Regions from separate parts of the Zea mays genome. Here region 1 is linked to region 2. Evidence: chromatin contacts called from public Hi-C data. All regions are on one chromosome and are shown on one strand. The core of a region is the stretch at or near the end of the contact, and the rest is flanking DNA. Distances in the headings are between cores, read along the strand shown. Region 1 holds the start of LOC100280436. Region 2 holds the start of LOC541851 (calcium exchanger 1).

The links. Hi-C and Micro-C count contacts between places; a contact is called where the count stands out from the background.
Region 1: a contact with region 2 is called in a Hi-C map of root tip, with 6 times the contacts expected there. The contact joins the promoter of LOC100280436 here to the promoter of LOC541851 in region 2. A contact is called at or near these places in 16 of 25 Hi-C or Micro-C datasets (bundle sheath, ear, endosperm and 6 more) and 1 of 3 datasets of contacts at active chromatin or transcription factors (seedling).

The regions. Positions count from the first base shown.
Region 1 is chr8:80,578,329-80,583,678 of Zm-B73-REFERENCE-NAM-5.0, reverse strand. LOC100280436 reads left to right here and starts at 2,976. Exons shown (of 1, transcript NM_001153357.2): 1 at 2,976-4,119. The coding sequence starts at 3,096. The coding sequence ends at 3,833.
Region 2 is chr8:80,228,585-80,234,229 of Zm-B73-REFERENCE-NAM-5.0, reverse strand. It overlaps LOC541851 (calcium exchanger 1), which reads left to right and starts at 4,250. Exons shown (of 11, transcript NM_001111529.2): 1 at 4,250-4,916. The coding sequence starts at 4,482.

The DNA of each region.
Region 1 (5,350 bases), core at 1,727-4,226, 350 kb before region 2:
CCATTAGAAATTATACTGATTCTTTATGTGACACTGGAAATGGTAACATTCCCTCTATGCCATCGGTTTTAGATTTTGAATCCCTTGATGCCATCGCCGCCCATTCACTGATCGACGTCGTTACTTATGCAAATGGGGCACATTTGTCATTCACTATCTTCTACCTCCCTTCTCTGTCTCTGTTCATTCATCAACTGCCTCCTGCCGCCCTCGCCGCACATGCCCAGTGCCGCTTGCCTCGTGCCCCTGTCGCCCAGCGTCGGCCTGGCTGCTGCCGCCCGCGGGTCGGCAGCCAGCCATGCGCCACCTAGACTAGCGCAAGGGGTCCCTAGCGCCCGGCCGCACACGGGGGAGCAAGCCTGCGCAACAGCGCCGGCCGTGGCGGGGTGCAAGTGCAAGCGGGCCACCGCGCATGCGAAGGGCACACTGGCAGCACGTGGCGTAGGCGGAGGGCGTGCCATGCGAGGCGGAGCGGACTCATGAGGAGGGTGAGCCGGCCGCGGCGCGGTGGAGCAAATGCCATGGCCGCGGCGGGGGCGCGCCGACGTTTGCTACTGCTCCTGCCTGAGCCATCGCGCGCCAGGGTAGCGACGGCTGTAACGGCACCAGTCGTGGGTAGTGCCACAACCGTAACGCGCTCCCACGGGAAAGCGAAGAGGCGGCGCGGGAGGACGTGTCAGATCGGCTGCGCGCCTGCGCGGGCTAGCAGCGTGGAAGGACACAACACAAGGCCGGGCTGGCGCACAACACTAGCAGCGTGGAAGGACGTTCTTGCGATGCTGGGCTGGTGTGGCCGTGCGGCAGCGAGGACCACACGGAGCCGTGGTTTGGGAAGGATGGAAGGGAGGAACATGCACTGGAGGGTTAATGCTATATATGTGGGTCCAAGTGCATAAGTAACGGCGTCGATTAGTGAATGGACGGCGATGGCATAGAGGAAAACAAAGTCTAAAACTGATGGCATAGAGGGAATGCTATAATTTCCAATGACACATAAGGAATTGGTATAATTTCCCTAATGGCATAGAGGGAATTTTCTCTACATACATCCTGGGCAACCCAACCCCACCACCAGCTAGCTGCCGTCGTCGTCGTCGTATTAGATGCATGCATGCAACTATCTTATTAGCTAGATACTTGTCGTTTCGGCTACTTTATTTACTTTACAGCTGCTAGATAGCTTATTTGCATTTGCATGCTCGTCCCTCTCCTGCTTCCCTTTGAATGGCGTATATATTCGGATAAAGAACACAACGAACTACTAGTCTCTTTGCTTTATTACCAGCTGGCATCCAAAATTAAGTCAGCCCGTATATGTACATGTACACGCACGCAGCGGACCTGCCTTCCGTCAGTGCCGAATCTAACCCCAAAAAATTATGGAATTTTACATTCATGACCTTAGTTTCGCCACTCCGCTCATTTGTGCTTTTAGTTTTCAGACGCGCTCGGATCTGTCCTTGGAAAACATTTGCGTCCTTATTTGAGATGCTGGTAAATCAGTCACCGACTAGGAGCTAGGTTATGTAGTTTTCCCCCTTTTCGCTTCAAACCCTTTTAAATTTCCACTTCTACTTGCAATACAGGCTAATAATAATTGTAATAACAGTTCAAACTATTGCTATTTTTAGGGATGTCAGATCATATCGGTCTAGTTTGGGAACACAGGAGGACAACATATTTCCCATATTCAAGTGCAAGTATTGCAAGAAACATTGGGAAGGGGGCTACACGTTTTAAACAACACCTTGCATCACGTGCGGGGAATGTGCAAGGTTGTCGCAGTGTTGATTCCGCTGGACGTTGTCGATTACTTTTCGGTGGAAGATTGACAAGGGCCAAGATAAAAGGAAAGCAAGGATAACGGAGGAGGTATGGAGGGTGGCATTGGCAGGTTCGTCTCGTAGGAGGAAACAAATAGACAATCAAACCTCACACAAAAGGAAGCCTAGGATCATTGCCATAATAGTCTAACGATACGATGAGAACTATGAAGAGTTTGCGGTTTGCATTGTATGCATCGAGAGAGGAGGAGAACTTAGGAGATGTGCTCGTGCGAGTGGTGGCATGTATGAGGCGAGTGATGGCTCCTCCCAAGAGGGTGTACGTGCCATGCATGTTTGAAAGAACACCTCCTAGGAAGGAGAAGCCACAAACGGTGCAGACAAGGATATGATTGATACGAGCCCATTTTCGAAGGCAGGAAAGAATGTGGTCAATTTTGTTGCTAAGCAATGGACAAGCCGTTTCAATTCAAGAACTGGTTTGATTTTGAATTTGGCCGGTTTCTACCGATTTATTGCGATTAATCGGTCCCGGCGTGGTTTTTGCTAAGCAACTGGTTTTGTGAACCTTGATCCCTATATCTTGTTGAAATTGCACTACGTAAACAGTACCAAACTGACGTTGAAGGAGATGAAATGTTGATCATTAAACCTGATGAAACATAGATGCTACAATCGAACATTGACGATTTGTTTTATTTTAGATATAAAAATACGAGGTGTTATTTGGAAGGCAGGGAATCAATTCCCACAATCCAAAGAAGGCCGCGCCTAAAATTTTCAATCATCCTTGGGCTGCAAATTTGAATGATTTGTTACGTTGACGTGGTCAGTGAAAGCAGAATATATATATAGGCGAAAATTTGAACACACAAACAGTCAACTTGTGACGCCATTCGATTCATTCTACACACTGCTTGCACTAGCTAGCTAGCTAGCTATCCATGAACTAGTTCTCCCTTGGCTTGTCCTTAGCTAATAATGCTTGGATATATAGGCGAAAATAGCCAGCAGGCCGGCCTCAACCTCAATCAGTATGGCCAAAAAAAGGGCGGTGGTGCTCCTGGTTTGTCTGCATCCATGGCACTGCCATGGCCATCCATCTTTTGGAGAGCACAGAGCCAAGAATGGAAGCACACGCATGCTTAAAAGGGTCAGGCCGGGAGCCCTCACAGTACTCCTCCCCGCCGGCCGCCCGCGGTCACCCTCGCGCTCTCCCGTCACGCCGGATCGGACGGACCCCGGCCCCCTCCTTCCCAACTCCAACGTTGGCAAGAGAGGAGGGCGTTCCTAACCACCATAACCTGCAGCATGGCCCGCCTGCCCACCAGCAGCGGCATGGCAGCACTGCTCCTCCTCGTCGCCTTCGTCGTCCTCCCCTCCGCCGCCCTGTCCTCCTCGTCCTCGCTTCTGCACTCACCTCCTGAGAGTGATGAGACAAGCGGCGGCAGCGAGCAGCAAGCCCCGCCGGAAGACGAGAACAAGGAGAAAGAGCGGCAGCTGGCCAAGGAGAAGGCGTACGCGGCGGAGAAGGTCGTCCAGCAGGAGATGCTCAAGTACGCCAAGGAGAAGGGTCTGGTGTCCCCGACCAACGGCACGGGGTGGTACAGGGGCATCGCCCGGGAGTTCGTGGACGCCCACAACGAGCTCCGCGCGCGCTACGGCGTGCCGCCCATGAAGTGGGACAACCAGCTGGCGCGGCAGGCGCGGCGCTGGTCCAACGCCATGCGCAAGGACTGCCAGATCCTCCACAGCGGCCACGAGTACGGCGAGAGCGTGTTCAGGAGCTACGACGACTGGAACGCCACCGCCAGGGAGGCCGTCTTCTGGTGGGGCAAGGAGGAGGCCATCTACGACAAGGACAAGGAGAAGTGCAAGTACGGCAAGGTCTTCAAGGAGTGCGGCCACTTCGCGCTCATGGTCGGCAAGAGGAGCACCAAGGTCGGCTGCGCACGAGCCGAGTGCTTCAAGGGCGGCGTCTTCATCACCTGCAACTACTATGCAACGGACCTGGACAAGAACAAGAACAAAACACCAAACGATAACTGACTCTATCCACCCATCTGTTCGTTCCTATGTACGTACGTACGTAGTAGCGCTGACTTATTTACTGAGTGATGATTGGATTGTTAATTAACTACTACTGAAGCAATTGCCTGATTCCGAGGTTGGAGATGATGACGATGAAGACGACGACTACTACGTACGAGAGGATCCTCCTCCCTCTTCTTCTTTTTTGTTTTTTAATTTTGTTCTTCCAATTTTGAGCCCAATCAGTCAAGCAGATTGTATCTATATCTATATATATACACACGATCGAGTACAGCAGACAGCCAATTGATCAGTTCATTTCAGTTGGATGATTGGATTTTTATCGCTGCTATATATTCATCAGCAGCCTACATAACAGAACAGAACAGAACAGAACAGAACAGAACAGAGAGGCATCTAAAAACAAATCATCACAGCTAAAAAATCCAGTTTTATAGCTGAGAGAGAAAAGGTGTGATTTTTGTGATAATCGAAGGAGCTAAAATAAACATTCTTGGGCTGGAACTGGGCCCAGCGCTACATGATGGCCTGGGCTCACTAATACCTTTGGTGGGCCGCAGTCAGATGGCACTGCTAACAGTGGCTGACTTGGACGACGCACAAAGCAAGAACAAAACTGGACTGGACGGAGAGCATCATCCATCATGGGCAGGCACGCCGCCGCCGCCTCCGCATCTGTTTGTCGGCCACGCTGCACGCCGTCGCCGTGTCGGACGGGACGGGAGCATCAGGCGGCGCAGAGCAGTTTCCTCTTTCCCCTTCTTCTTCAACTCTCCTCTTCCTCCTCACGCACCTGCTTCATCAACTACATACATATATATACAGGCAGCATTACCATGGATCCTCCATGGCTGCTCTTGATTATGTCCTCAGGACTCAGGTGACGTATCTGGTTAGTTGCTCATTCCTACAGGCAGGCTACCAATAATATGTAGCTTTGTGCTGTTTCTGCATTATTAGTTGTACAGAAACTAACTAGTGACAAGCAGTCACAATAATATCTATCATCATTTTCTTGGCTAGCTACCTGTTTACTACAAATACTACTACTACTACAGTAGTATGTTGTTTGCAATGTGTCCTTGTGCATGGTCTCTACTACTGACGTCCTCTTCTTCTCTCCTACTCCTTGTATCTATGTATACAGGTAATACCCTAGCTAGCATGGGCCGAGATCAAGCTGCATCGCATCTGATCGGGCAGGGGCCGGAGTTCCTGATGAACAAGATACATATATAGGTAGTAGAAACTAAACAGATTAAAGACACATATGCAGTGGCTTCAGCTAATCTTCAAGACTGCAAACGTAAGGATACAGAGCTAGCTGCTTGAGGTGGGATCATGCAAGACTGCTTAATTACCTACCTATAGCTTAACTTGAAGCGCCTGCTGCAGTTTGTGCAAAACTGCAGCTTCATTTTCTCTTTCAGCTCATACCTTGAGCTGTTTATTTATTTTTGGGATGTCGATTATATGCGACGAATCAGTCGAATTTCACCTTCATTAATTCAGTT
Region 2 (5,645 bases), core at 3,001-5,500:
AGTCAATTCGCATATTACTTGCCTATGCTACTTACCATGGCTTTAAGCTTTATCAAATGGACGTGAAAAGTGCCTTCCTCAACGGACCAATCAAGGAAGAGGTCTATGTTGAGCAACCTTTCGGCTTTGAAGATAGTGAGTACCCTAACCATGTATATAAACTATCTAAGGCGCTTTATGGGCTCAAGCAAGCCCCAAGAGCATGGTATGTATGCCTAAGAGATTTCCTTATCACTAATGGCTTCAAAGTCGGAAAGGCCAATCCTACTTTATTGACTAAAACTCTTGACAATGATTTGTTTGTATGCCAAATTTATGTTGATGATATTATATTTGGGTCTACTAACGAATCTACATGTGAGGAATTTAGTAGGATCATGACACAGAAATTCGAGATGTCGATGATGGGGGAGTTGAAGTACTTCTTAGGATTCCAAGTGAAGCAACTACAAGAGGGCACCTTCATTAGCCAAACGAAGTATATTCAAGACATTCTAAACAAGTTTGGGATGAAGGATGCCAAGCCCATCAAGACACCCATGGGAACCAATGGGCATATCGACCTTGACACGGGAGGTAAATCCGTAGATCAAAAGGTATACCGGTCGATGATAGGTTCTTTACTCTATTTATGTGCATCTCGACCGAACATAATGCTTTCAGTATGCATGTGTGCAAGATTCCAAGCCGACCCTAAGGAAGCTTACCTTATGGCCGTAAAACGAATCTTGAGATATTTAGTTTATAATCCTAAGTTTGGGCTTTGGTACCCTCGGGGATCCACATTTGATTTAATTGGTTATTCGGATGCCGATTGGGCGGGGTGTAAAATTAATAGAAAGAGCACATCAGGGACTTGCCAGTTCTTGGGAAGGTCTCTGGTGTCTTGGGCTTCAAAGAAGCAAAATTCTGTGGCTCTCTCTACCGCCGAAGCCGAGTATATTGCCGCAGGTCATTGTTGCGCGCAATTACTTTGGATGAGGCAAACCCTTAGGGACTATGGTTACAAATTAACCAAAGTTCCTCTTCTATGTGATAATGAGAGTGCAATTCGCATGGCGGATAATCCCGTTGAACATAGCCGCACTAAACACATAGCCATTCGGTATCATTTTCTTAGGGATCACCAACAAAAGGGAGCTATCGAGATTGCATATATTAACACCAAAGAACAATTAGCCGATATCTTTACCAAGCCACTAGATGAACAAACTTTTAACAAACTTAGGCATGAGCTAAATATTCTTGATTCTAGGAATTTCTTTTGATGTTTTGCACACATAGCTCATGAATATACCTTTGATCATGTCCCTTTTATATGCTATGACTAATGTGTTTTCAAGAGTATTTCAAACCAAGTCATAGATTGAAAAGGAATTCGAGTCTTCGGCGAAGACAAAGGCTTCCACTCCACTCCATCAAATCATCCTTCGTCGTTGCTTCGAGCAACTCTCCAACTTTGGTATAATATTCACTCATATTTTGTTTGCCAAAGGGGAGAAAGTAGTTAAAGGGCTTATATTTCACTCAAGTATCCGTTTTTGGCGATTCATGCCAAAGGGGGAGAAAGTATTAGCCCAAAGCAAAAGGACCGCACCACCACCAATTTTCAAAATTTGAGTTAAGAAAAAGTCTTGAAATGATGAATTTTTCAATTGACATCTTATTGTATTCAAAAGGGGGAGAAAGTAGTATTTTCAAAATTTGGTATCTTAAAACCCTCTTGAACACTAAGAGGAAGATCTCACTAAGAGGGAGTTTTTGTTTAAGTCAAAGGAAAAGCATTTGAAATAGGGGGAGAAAATTTCAAATCTTGAAAATGCTTCTCAAAATCTTATTCATTTACCTTTGACTATTTGCAAAAAGACTTTGAAAAGAATTTACAAAAGAATTTGCAAAAACAAAACATGTGGTGCAAGCGTGGTCCAAATTGGCTCAATTCTAAGTAACCTTTGCACTTACAATTATGTAAACTAGTTCAATTATGCACTTCTATATTTGCTTTGGTTTGTGTTGGCATCAATCACCAAAAAGGGGGAGATTGAAAGGGAATTAGGCTTACACCTTTTTCCTAATTGATTTTGGTGGTTGAATTGCCCAACACAAATAATTGGACTAACTAGTTTGCTCTAGTCTATAAGTTTTACAGGTGCCAAAGGTTCACAATAAGCCAATAAAAAGACCAAGAAAGGGTTCAAACAAAGAGAGCAAAAGACAACCTAAAGGCACCCTGGTCTGGCGCACCGGACTGTCCGGTGTGCCACCGGACAGTGTCCGGTGCACCAGGGCACTCGACGCTGAACTCGCTACCTTCGGGAAATTCAGAGGGCGCTCCGCTATAATTCACCGGACTGTCCGGTGTGCCAGCGGAGCAACGGCTACTTCGCGCGCAACGGTCGACTGCAACCGCATTTAATGCGCTACAGTGCGCGCCAGAGTCAGAGCACGCGCAGTTGGCGCACTGGACAGTCTACAGGACCTGTCTGGTGCACCACCGGACAGCCCAGAGGCCCCACAAGTCAGAGCTCCAACGGTCGAACCCCAACGGCCTGCTGACGTGGCTGGCGCACCGGACAGTGTCCGGTGGCGCACCGGACTGTCTGGCGCACCGGACAGTGTCCGGTGGCGCACCGGACTGTCCGGTGCGCCATGCGACAGCATCCTTCCAACAACCATATTTTGGTGGTTGGGGCTATAAATACCCCAACCACCCCACATTCAATGGCAATCCAAGTTTCCAACCTTCAACACATTACAAGAGCTATAGCATTCAATTCTAGACACTCCAAAGAGATCAAATCCTCTCCCAAGTCCGGAATCACTCCAAATCAAATAGTGACTAGAGAGAGCGACATTTGTGTTCTTTTGAGCTCTTGCGCTTGGATCGCTTCTTTTCTTTCTCATTCTTCTTGTGATCAAACTCAATTGTAACCAAGGCAAGAGACACCAATTGTGTGGTGGTCCTTGCGGGAACTTTATGTTCTGTTTGATTGAGAAGAGAAGCTCACTCGGTCTAAGTGACCGTTTGAGAGAGGGAAAGGGTTGAAAGAGACCCGGTCTTTGTGACCACCTCAACGGGGAGTAGGTTTGCAAGAACCGGACCTCGGTAAAACAAATCATCGTGTCTCACTCTTTATTTGCTCACGATTTGTTTTGCGCCCTCTCTCTCGGACTCGTTTATATTTCTAACGCTAACCCGGCTTGTAGTTGTGCTTAAGTTTATAAATTTCAGATTCGCCCTATTCACCCCCCTCTAGGCGACTTTCAATAACGGCTATGGTTCTTGTTTCAATCATATTTGGAAAGGGAAAATTCCTCCAAAATCAAAGTCTTCATGTGGTTTCTTGAAAACAGTGTGTTGTTTACTAAGGAGAAGTTGATTAGTAGAAATTGGACATGTGATAATTCTTGTAGTTTTTGTCCGGATTTCAAGTCGACTAATCATTTGTTTTTTACTTGTCACACTGCTAGATCAGTGAGGGGGCGTGTAGCTAAATGTTTCAATTCTGATTATGTTCCAAATAATCTTGAGCAGTGCTGGATGTGGCTTAATTGTAATCTCTATGATGCCAAAGAAATTGGAATTATCGGGGCTGTCGCCATTTGTTGGGCCTTATGGAAAGCAAGGAATAAAGCTTGTTTTGAAAACACTGTGATCAATTCACCTGTGGAATTTTTTTTGTCATGCATGTGCGTTAATTATGATATGATCAGGTTTAAGCAAGAAGGAACTCTAGGACTTGCTGCATGATGGCGCGAAGCTCCTGTTGAAGGCTGCCAATGCAAGGATCAGTTCGCAAACGTCGAGTGAGGACAGTGGACACTGAGAAGCTATCGAGTTGGATGGTCTTTGAGTCTCTTTTGGGGTTTCTGATGTTTAGTGTTTTCTGTTTCTGACTATGAGTGAACAGTGGTGGGAACTTAGATGTTTGTGTTTCTGATATGTTTTATTTTTAGAACAGCTTGTTGTTTGTGTGTGTGACCTGAATCAGGTCAGTTTCTGTGATGTATCTCTTCTATGTTTAGCCTCTAGTGCTTATCTAGATGTGGATAAAACAGTTGTATTTCTGTTATGAAAGTAATATAAATGGAGTGATCTCCATTCGGGGGGAAAACAGCCATCAGTCCGTGAGAATTTGAGAATTCCCAATTCCAGTTGCAGTTCCAGCACGATCTCACCCGCCTGCTGTCGAGTAGTATATACGTACAATACATGTGGACGACGTCCATGGTTGCCTCCCTTCCCCCTCCTCCTCTTCCTCCCAGCTGAGCTGCCCTTCTTCTTTCTCCAGCAAGCAAGCAGCAGCAGCAGCCCAATTGCATTGCATTGCAGTGATGGTGATGTGATTTCTGCGGCGCGAGACAAGCACACCCACCCTCCCAGCTCAACTTACGGTGACGCCGTGACGGTGAGGTTAGGAGCTGGGTGACTGACGGGGGAGGCCCACCGGACGTACGTGATCGGCAGCCAAGCCAAGGCGATGCCTGCAGCCGCGGCTCCAGCTCCACACACCAGGACCAGGACCAGGTCCAGCGGCAGCCCCAGCGCAGCCATCGGCCCCCCGCTTCCTTACTGGGGCGGCGCCGCTGTTGGCGCAGAGGAGCAGAGGTGGCGCATCGGCATGGACTCCGCCGCCGCTGCCCTCCTCGACTCCGCCTCCGCGTCCGCCTCTTCCGCCAACGCCGCAGGCAAGGAGATGCCCACCGCCCGCCACATCGCCCACCGCACCGCCCACAACATGTCCTCCTCCTCGCTCCGCAAGAAGTCCGACCTCGCGCTCCTCCGCAAGGTCCCCTGCGCCCCGCTCCGACGCCTCCTCGACAACCTCCAGGAGGTTTTGCTCGCCACCAAGCTCGCCCTCCTCTTCCCCGCCGTTCTACTCGCGATCGCCGCGCGAATCTTCCACTTCGGCCAGGCAACTCCTCTCCCTCCTCCTCCTCCTACTGTCATCGCATCTTTTTTCCCCTTTAATTTCTTAATTCGATCGGAATTTAGGCATATTCTTCGATTGTTATATATCCTCTGCATCATTCAACGCGCACATATTTTTTTTCTCTCTTATACGTACATATAGAAAAAAAAAAGAGCATTTTGATCGCACCAGCGGCCAGCTAGGCCCAGGAGGCAAGATTGCATCACTTCATGTGCCGCCTCAATTCTCACCGCTCTGCATCTCACCTCCCTCTTACCAATCTATGCCTGCCTGCCTACCTGCCACTTTCCAAACACATTGGCCTTGTCCCAAACAACAATAAACAAACCCTGCAGCTATATGTAACGTTCCGTTGCATAAACTACCCATCAAAGTCAAAGAAAATACACCACCACAACGCATGAACAGGGAAGCATACTCGCGCTCTGATGATCGCTAGAATTTCAGAGTACATGCATGTGATGTGACCATGTGGGCTAGATAGCCTGTTGCTGCCAAATTCTGTTCGGCCTGACAGATGGAATCATGGAATGAAATAGCACCACAACTAAACTAATCGGCCAAGCACATGCATCAGCAAGCTTCCTCTACATCCTATCTAACAGCTTGTCGGCCCTGCTCTACTGCCCATCTACTCACCAGAACCTGGTGTATTATTCTTCATCTGTCACCCAATACTCTCCTTCCTTCTACCCCTTCAGTTTTGACTTT